Regions from separate parts of the Columba livia genome. Here region 1 is linked to region 2. The links are chromatin contacts, called in public Hi-C maps. All regions are on one chromosome and are shown on one strand. Each heading gives the region's core, a stretch centred on a gene start, on an enhancer-like site or on the middle of the called end of the contact. The rest is flanking DNA. Distances are from core to core; before and after follow the strand shown. Region 1 holds the start of GALNT15 (polypeptide N-acetylgalactosaminyltransferase 15). Region 2 has its middle 55 kb from the start of GALNT15.

Region 1 (4,274 bases), core at 634-3,133, 55 kb after region 2:
AAAATAACAGGGATGTGGTCCTCTTGACTTCCAGGTGGGGAGCTCATTAGAAAGTGCTGCCGTTCTTCCAGTGCATTTTGGAAACAAGACTTGTCCTCTCAGCCACCAAAAGGCTAATCCATTGGGATGACAGTCTCTCCTTTTGTACACTAGCAGTGGAAAACCACAGTGCTTTCCTGGCTCACTTTTAAGAGACGAAGCTGGAAAACGGGCTGTTTGACACATGATGGTTCAGGAAGTCTCACTGTGCAGAATTGGGGATGGTTGTGAGAAACCTTCAATGGAGAGGTCCATGCTGGAGAGGGAATGGAGGCTACTGGAAGTGTGCTTTGTACTTGTGCACTGAATTGACTAGACTGACCTCCAAACATCTTCTGCAGTTGTTCACTTCTTCTTTATTAAAATGGTCAGGATATATTCAAAGGCCAGATTCCATATACATATATTTCAGTGATAAAGTTACCTATCAGCTCTGTCCCAAGAGTAGCAAAGATTGCTGTGAATTTGTTAATTGGGTCTTTTTTCATCTATAGCTACAACATAGCTGCATGAGAGACCCAGGTGGATTTGCTCAGCAACACAGGACAAACCAGGACAGAATTTACTGCTGCAGGCTAGAATTACCTTGATCAGCATCCTGTTATAATATTTTAGCCAGGGCAAGAATAGTAATTAAATTAAATTGAAATACTTGGCTGGATCAGAAAAGTAAAAAAAAAAGTTTAAAAAGCCAGTAATACTTTCTCCCATTTATTCCACATACTCTTAAGTTTCTCCTTTTCTTTTCTTTTCTTCCATTCTACATGCCTGATAACGAGACTGTGGAACTGAACGTTTTGCAGGTTGCTGGTGCCAGCAGAGTGCCTTGGACATGTCTTTTCATTTCTGTTTCATTTTGTCTTTCTATGCCTGACACATATTTTTATATGAATGCTTTTGAACTCAGATTTTTTAATGCAAATGTGTGATGCTTCCCTATTGAACTGAAAACATCAACACTTTTTTTTTCCCTATAAAAAGTAGGATAAAGAGCAATATTCTCAGGGCTGAAGGTGGGCTGGGATGTTACTTTTCTGTAAATTAAGTTAAAACAGGAAGACACATACAATGGTGAAGTACCAAATACTGGTTAAATCTTCCTTCTATCCAAGATATTATTAAAGCAGTATTATATATTTTAAAGAACAGCTGAGGTAAGGAAGGTGCCACACAGCAGACTCATCACACCACCTCAAAACATTCTATATAAGAGGGTTAGGGCAGTACAGACAGAACTGAGACTACATGTCCAGTAATTTTAAGGTGCCCTATCCTATCCTATCCTATCCTATCCTATCCTATCCTATCCTATCCTATCCCGACTTTTGAAGGTGATGACTCATTGTAGTTTGAAAGTGTGTGTCTTGAAAGTACATGTCCTCTCATTTTCAATTTTTTGCAAGTTGTTTACCAAGAACCATAGGCTGAACTTAGAAAACATCTTACAGGGAAGTAATGGGAAAGCAGGAAAAAAAGGAAGAATTCTTGTCTCCCTTTAGAGTATACAGCATTCACATCTTCAGGCTTTTGTTTTACCTATAATGTGTAGAAATGTACTTTTTAACAAAAGGTGGACATGGAAGTTTCCTAGTAACCACATGCCTCCTGGAGCTGGTACTTTTTGCTCATCAAATATTACAGGATATGCAAAAAAACACATCCCATGTCCCCAGCGTCAAAAGGATTGGTAACATCTGAGTTACATCCACACCTGATCTCTGCCAGACCAAGAGGCGTGTGACGCTGAAGCATGTGGGCTGTATCACCCTTTTTCCCATTGGACAATCATCCATCTCACAGCAAAAAAATGCCCACTAGCACCCATACCAGCAGTACTAGCAAACAGACCTCAGAGACTGAGCTCCCCTTTTAATCACAAAAGCCGTTGTTTTCTTTCAGTGTGGGTGGTTGTTCCAGCCCAGGCTTTCTACATATTATTCTTGGACTATTGAAAACTTGAAGTGCTGCTTCCCCTGCAATACCCAATTTATGGATGAGGAGACAACTTCATTCTGCCAGGTGATAATGTGACAACCTTATGTCAGTGTTAAAATCCCCACTGCTCTAAATATTTACTGAAAATGAAATATACTCCAGCTAGCACATTACCATACTAATACATCTAACCTTAAATAAATCATGTGCACTCTCTCTTTTATTCAGTTTATAAAACTCTTGCTTCTTGCTCTGAGCATTCTTAGTTTAACAGAGCTATTCAGACATAGAGAGATTCATGGTGTCCCTTGATTTCTTTTATAGTACAACGTTTTGCTTCTTATATTTCACCTCTTACAGCTTTTGCAAAGTTTTGATTTGATAGGACAAGAACAGTGAGGGCATTAGGACCACGAGAAAGACGCACACATTGCTCTGTATTATGTCTGGCAAAGTGCTTCCTGACTGAGTGCCGTAGTTATGTGTGAAACAAGTCAGGGGCTGAGTAGTTCTCATCTGTTGATCACAGTTAACTTTAAGCCTCTGCACGGGGGAGAGCTGTCAGATCTGTTTTCAGGCATAAAGCGCTTCAATCCAGGCAGCAACTGGAAATTTTGAAGAAGCAGGAACTACTCTGGAAGGAAACTATCAGAAATGGAATTTCTTTTTACTTAGAATTTAAAAGGGAAAAAAAATCAAAACTTCAGCCACTCTTTTTTTCAGCTAAACATGTGCTTTCCTAACTAAGCTGGGACTCTGTATCATAAAGGATCTATTTCATCTCACTGGATCCATGCTACCTTTTACTACAGTAAGTGCAATATTAATAGGAATGTTATATTTTGTCTGTAAACAGAAAGGAAAGCATGAAACGGCATCAGTGAAATGTGAGGGGAGCAAAAAAATCCTCTTGGCAGATAGTGAAAACCAGGGCTTTGCTGCAACCCGAGGACTGGAGTCTAAGAAAGATCCGAGGGATATTTAACATGACCATCTGTATCATTTTGTCACCAACAGTATGTTCTTGAGGAAGAAGTGCAGATATGGATCACGTAAGCTGCAGTTTCTCTTGTTGCTGCTGATGCTGGGCTTTTTGCTACTGATGGTTACAACGCTGAATCCACCACCCAGCAACCAGAGCAAGGAAGGGACTTTCCAGCCTGTGGAGTTCAACCCCCGGGAAGGGTATCAGGTGGACTTTGTGGAGACCCAAGAGATGCTGGACACCCAGGAGGAGAGCCAGCAGTACTACCCTTTGGATGGGCTGTCACCGTTCATCTCCCTGCGGGAGGACGAGTTGATCGCAGCCGTCGTGTCACCCACGGGCCGGAGGAACCACAGCAAGGCCAGGAAGGGCTATCGCGTGGTGAAGCAGCAGAGCAGGCGGCCGGAGGCGAGGGCCGAGGGGGACGCGGAGTCCCCGCAGCTCCCGGCCCGTCCTCTGCAGCCCGCGGAAGGCGCTGCCGCGGGGCAGCGGCCGCTCGGCCTGGAAACCCACGGCTTTAACGAAGCGCTGAGCGAGCGGATCTCTCTGCGCAGGGACCTGCCTGAGGTACGACACCCGTTGTAAGTAACAACAGCCTATTTCATCTCTGGGAGAAAACCTGTCTCTTTCCCCGCCGCCGTCCAAGCCCTTCCCCCCCGCCCCGTCCCGTGAACCTCTCCTTCTGTAATTCCCGCGTCTTTCCTTTTAAACTCTCCGCTTCGGGATGCCGTTTTTCCTCAGGCTGCGTGAGGCACACAGCTCCGTTCCTCACAGCCAGGTGTGCTCCCAGCCGCCCCCGCCGGCTCCCGCTGCCACCCCGCGCTGCCCAGCCACAGCCCCCGAGGCCGCGGCAGGTGCTGCCGGAGCCAGCACAGGCCGCATGAAGCACCGGCGGCATTTCCAGCCCTCAGCAGCCGCAAGGCGGCAAAACGCGGAGGGGCTGCGGGCAGCCAGCGGAGGGGAACACAGCTCAGCTCGGCCCGGTCCGGCCCGGCACCGCGTCGCCCTGCGGGCAGGCGGCAGCGCCCCCTGCTGGCGGCAGCGGGCCCGGCGCCTCCCGCAGCAGCAGGTGCCGGTGGGCGGCGGGGCAGGGAGCGCTCCGGCTCTCCCCGTGACCCCCGGTTCGATGTCTGTGTGCTGGGAAGGGGATGCCTAAATGCCGGGCTGTCGAGCGGGAAGGGCGGCCGCCTCCCTCGGCCGGCCCCCGGCCTCAGCCCGCCCGCCGGCTGCGCCTGCCCTGGGCCCGCAGTGTGCGAGGGGCGGGCGGCGGCGTGAGGAGAGCACGGGGCCGGGACAGCGAGCGGCCTTCCCGCCG
Region 2 (4,344 bases), core at 706-3,205:
GCCCAGGGCAGACTCTCTGTGCTCATGGCTATGCTGCGGTTGCTGCCACTCTCCTTGTGGAGTAGCCCCTTCCCCTTACTCAGGCTCCTGGGAGTAGCCAAACATTTCACACGTGTTTGTTGGTTCATGGCTCAGTTCCTGCTCTGATAGCACTAGTTGGTCATTTGATGAGTATCTGATTTAATTCTTAAAAATTACATCAATACAGAAGGTGGACTGAAGTGTCAGAATGTATATGCTGTAATCCAGCTTTTTAGAAGTTCCCCCAAGATTAAAAACATCACATCTCATCCTGCTTGATTTCACACCCCTGTCTCTGCTTTTTTTCTGTCCTCTCAGTAACCAAGAGCAGGACAGCCCCAGGAAAAAGTGGGCAGCCTTGGGAAACGGCTCTCTGGAAAGGACACCATGGGGCAGGCAGCTGAGAGTCTCCCTGAGGATTTGTACAGCCTGCAGCTGAGGTTACCTTTCCTGACATTGGGCACAGCTTCTGATAACAGCCCTGCAAACTTGGCCAGGTCTGCAAGGGCTCAGCCAAGCACCTCCTGCTGTGTGCATCACTGCTTCTGGGGTCCACAGGGGATGTTTTGTCCCCATTTACAGTCCAGCAACTCCATGACGATTCCTTTCTCTTAGTAATATGTAGGGGCAAAAGAGGACATCTTTGTTCTTGATGGGAGCATCAACTAGTTAATACACCTCAAAATGAAAAAAGCATGGAGGGTACCAAAAGGAAGACTCCTTAGGGTTATTGCTGTAGGTGTTTGCTCATCCTGGGGGTGTCAACAACTGCCAGAGCCCCAGCCCTCCCCAAAATTCAGGCTAAGAGAAAAGAGAGAGCCAGGAGGAGCCCAGGGCTGATATAAAAGGATGCAGGTGAGAAGGTGATGGAGCTGTTAGCATCACAGCATCTAGGTTTCTGCAGTCCAAAAGAGAGGCTTGCCCTGCTCTCTATTTCTGTCCTGCAATCTGGACAGCCAAGAGAAGTACTTCAAAGTGTTTCAGCTAGCTGGCTTAGAGGGCAACTGCTGTCATTTAGGAGAGAATAGAAGTGGCTCCATAATGTCCAAAGAGAGTTTCAACAAATATTTGAAGGCATGTTTCCCTCATTTTCTAGGACACAGATCTGAAAAACACTCACTGGACATTAAATACAATAAAAATTTGTTAGATAATAAATCCCAGACTGTGTTTTCTTGATAAATTAGATGATTTTGTGAGGACTCTTCAATGACGGAAGGCAGATTCTTTCATAGCGTCGTCAGTTGTTTTGAGCTTTGCTCTTTGTTACCTGGTTTTGCCTAAGACCCTTCTCCATGAAAAAAAAAAATAAGAAAACAACCCTAATTGCCCTTCATGTAATCTTAAGGGAGAAATTCAAGTAACTGGTAAAGTAATAAATCCTTACTACAGATCATAACTCATTTTTCTTATGAATATATTTAAGACCTCTACCACTGGTTGGAGGGGGAGAAAGCAAAGGCTGGTGCAATTTCTCTGCTTGGTTACCAAAACAGACTGCAAAAAAAACCCTCTCTCTCCCTCTATCCAGTTATTGTACTAGTCCAAATCTATGCAGTGGGACCATGAGTCATGTCACCAACAGCTCTGCAAGAACAGAGTGATTTCTACATCCTAACAAAAGCAATTCTGTAGCTCAGGATGACAAATTAATGAAACATCTGTGAAAGGTCATGAAACAACATGCCACTTTGGGACAAACAGACTTTCTTTTGAGGTCCCACATTTCAGCGAAAATCTCTGCTTCTCAGCACATGCTGCCAAAAGTTATATTAAAAATATCATACCATAAAAAAAGAGAAAAAAATGTTACTATAGCATAGTGCTGCTTTTACTTAGTTTTACAGCAAGCTCAGAAAAGCAATTGTAATATTTTAAGAAAACAGCAAGCCAGCAGTGAGGTATTTGAATTCTTCACAGTGTGCAGATGCTTCCTTGCATCCAAGACATCTGCTTTTTACCCACCTCTGCTGTCCCTTCCCCTGCTCTGTATAACCTGCACTGGAAGAGGGAATAGCCCAAGAGCCAGAGGCTGCAGAGTTTCCATAACTCTCCCTTTTTCATTCTGGAAACTGTTTTCAGCAAACCAAAATCACTATGAGGGTGTCTTTAAATAGAACAGGCTAAAACTGGGGGATAGGGGTGAGAAAGACCCTTAGGGCAAGACCTGAAACAAGTGAGCTTAGGCATCTCTGTCCCCACTTGGAAGGGAAAAAATCTGCACCCTTTGGAGAACAGAAAGAGATGCTGCCTCTGGGATGAGTCAGTCTGGAAGAGATCTGCAGATCACCGTGTACCAGTTTCCAAGCAGAAATTGCCTCCTGTGGGTTTTAACTTGGGAGGGGACAACCTGGCCTAGGTTTAAAAAAAATATTTTAAATCCCTTGGAATATAGTTTTCCTTTCTGTTTTGTCATTTACAATTATAGGTGTTGCTACTGCTCCATCCATTGTTACACCAGGCTAATACTTTCCATCATACCCACCATTTCCAGTTGCTTGTAACTTTGTCAGACCTTTAACTTTAAGGGCTGAAATCTTCCATGCTCTTTCTCTGCCTTAAATCATTTAGAGAACATCCCCAAAGGATCAGATGTTTTCCAGAAAAAAAACCTAGCAAACAAAGGCAAGTTTCCCCATCCACTTGTGAAGATCACTGCAAAGTTTCAGAGCAGAAAGTTGAAATCTGGTAGAAAGACAGTCAAGAAGTCAGAAAGCAGTGTCACACCATCTCACTGATGATTCTTTTTGATCCAGTCAAGGTGGACATGATGAGCAAATTAGCAAATGCCTGCCTTTCCTGTATGCATGGCTGAGTTTCATCAGTTCTCAGTTACTCTGTTGTTGAAGCAGAGTGGAGCTTGTGGAAGCTCAAACTCCTGCTGCACACATCCCAGGCGCTGACAAGGCTGATGCTGTTCAGAAAGGACTGTATGGGGTTCTCTCACCATGTAGGAGACAGACAACGTGGCACATGCTGCAGCCAAGTCTTTTTCAGGCTGACACTGTGGTCAGCATTGCAGTGGTAGAACAGTCACCAGGCAGACAGATGTCTGAAACATCTAATCTGGGCTATTGCCATAATCCTGCCTGTGAAATTCAGGAGGATGAACATCATGATAACTTTATTGACCGTTGCTGTTGGCACAGCATGTTGATATTTTAAATTGCACTGATACCAGTCCTGTCCTGTCTTCCCTGGCGCACAGTGGGATCACAGGCTTTTTGCACAGCAGGGGTATTTGCGATGAGTTCCTTCAGAGGGCTGGCCTTCTGCATGACCTTTCAGGGCTGGCTCCCATCCCACAGAAAGTGCACTACCACTAACTGGGTGCACTTTGCAGAGCAAGCCATGCAGAAGTAGCTATTCTTGAGCAAGGTTTCCATGCTCTCATTTCCCAAATGGACCTGGTGGTTAGCAGGTGATCTGTTAAGGGACTCAACACTCATATTTTCTAAACCTTCTTGCTAACATTTCTGATAGAGGTTGAGGATGGTATATGCTCTTCATATTTATTCAGTGGAAATAAGTGGAAACTATAAGCAGGGCACAGTACAGTTTGGAAAAGGAACAGAAAGCACAAGGCAGCCTCCTCCTCCATGGATTCATCCTTTGAGGAGCTCTCAGCAAAACCACTGGAGCAGAAACAGCCAAACAAACTCTGTCTCACGGTGCCTCTGTAGAATTTCCTGAATCACTTTGACCTGACAAAGTGTGCCAGCAAAGGTGTCACCATCATGCAGCTGCAGCTTTTCCACCAGATTGCAAGAGATCTGTGGCTCCCAACACGTAATCTTCCTTTAGCCTAAGGGATGGACCCATGAGATGAAGCCTCCCAGCCTCTGCTGTATTTGGGTTGGTTTGTGCCACTGATATAAGGAGGAGGTAGAAAGGCAGAAAAAAATACTCAGGTATAAGGCGTTCTTCATGTTGCTTCTTCATGCACATGTGCATTTTGAAACATCGTTCATTTTTAAATAGCATTTAAACAAGTGTGAATTAAAAATTCCCTTTGTAAAGGTGAACGCTCTACACATCTAGGAACATACACTCCATTAACTTTCAAGGAAGTAAAGGCTCGTGAGTGCCAATATCATCGTTGAAAATGAGATCTAAATCACTTAGAAACTCCTACACATGGCTTTTAATTACATGCTTGAATCATTAAAGTATGTACAAAAATAACCTTATAAATGTGTATAAACATCTACTTAATGAACACACATGTTCACATTAATTTAATTTTAAGGTGGCTTTTGCATACTACCTGCTTTCTCTATTTGTAGCTAGGACTGGGCTCAGACATTGATTTGGAATTTCCTT

Evidence for each region. Hi-C and Micro-C count contacts between places; a contact is called where the count stands out from the background.
Region 1: a contact with region 2 is called in a Hi-C map of crop, with 2.2 times the contacts expected there. The contact joins the promoter of GALNT15 here to the enhancer-like site in region 2. A contact is called at or near these places in 2 of 2 Hi-C or Micro-C datasets (crop and liver).

What each region holds. Positions count from the first base shown.
Region 1 is chr2:38,081,146-38,085,419 of bColLiv1.pat.W.v2, forward strand. GALNT15 (polypeptide N-acetylgalactosaminyltransferase 15) reads left to right here and starts at 1,884. Exons shown (of 11, transcript XR_010470102.1): 1 at 1,884-2,058; 2 at 2,992-3,540.
Region 2 is chr2:38,025,701-38,030,044 of bColLiv1.pat.W.v2, forward strand. No RefSeq gene overlaps it. Among named protein-coding and RNA genes, the nearest start is that of GALNT15, 55 kb to the right of the region's middle. Within about 2 kb of position 1,956, at least 1 of the 3 cell types and tissues checked has an H3K27ac peak away from gene starts, as active enhancers do.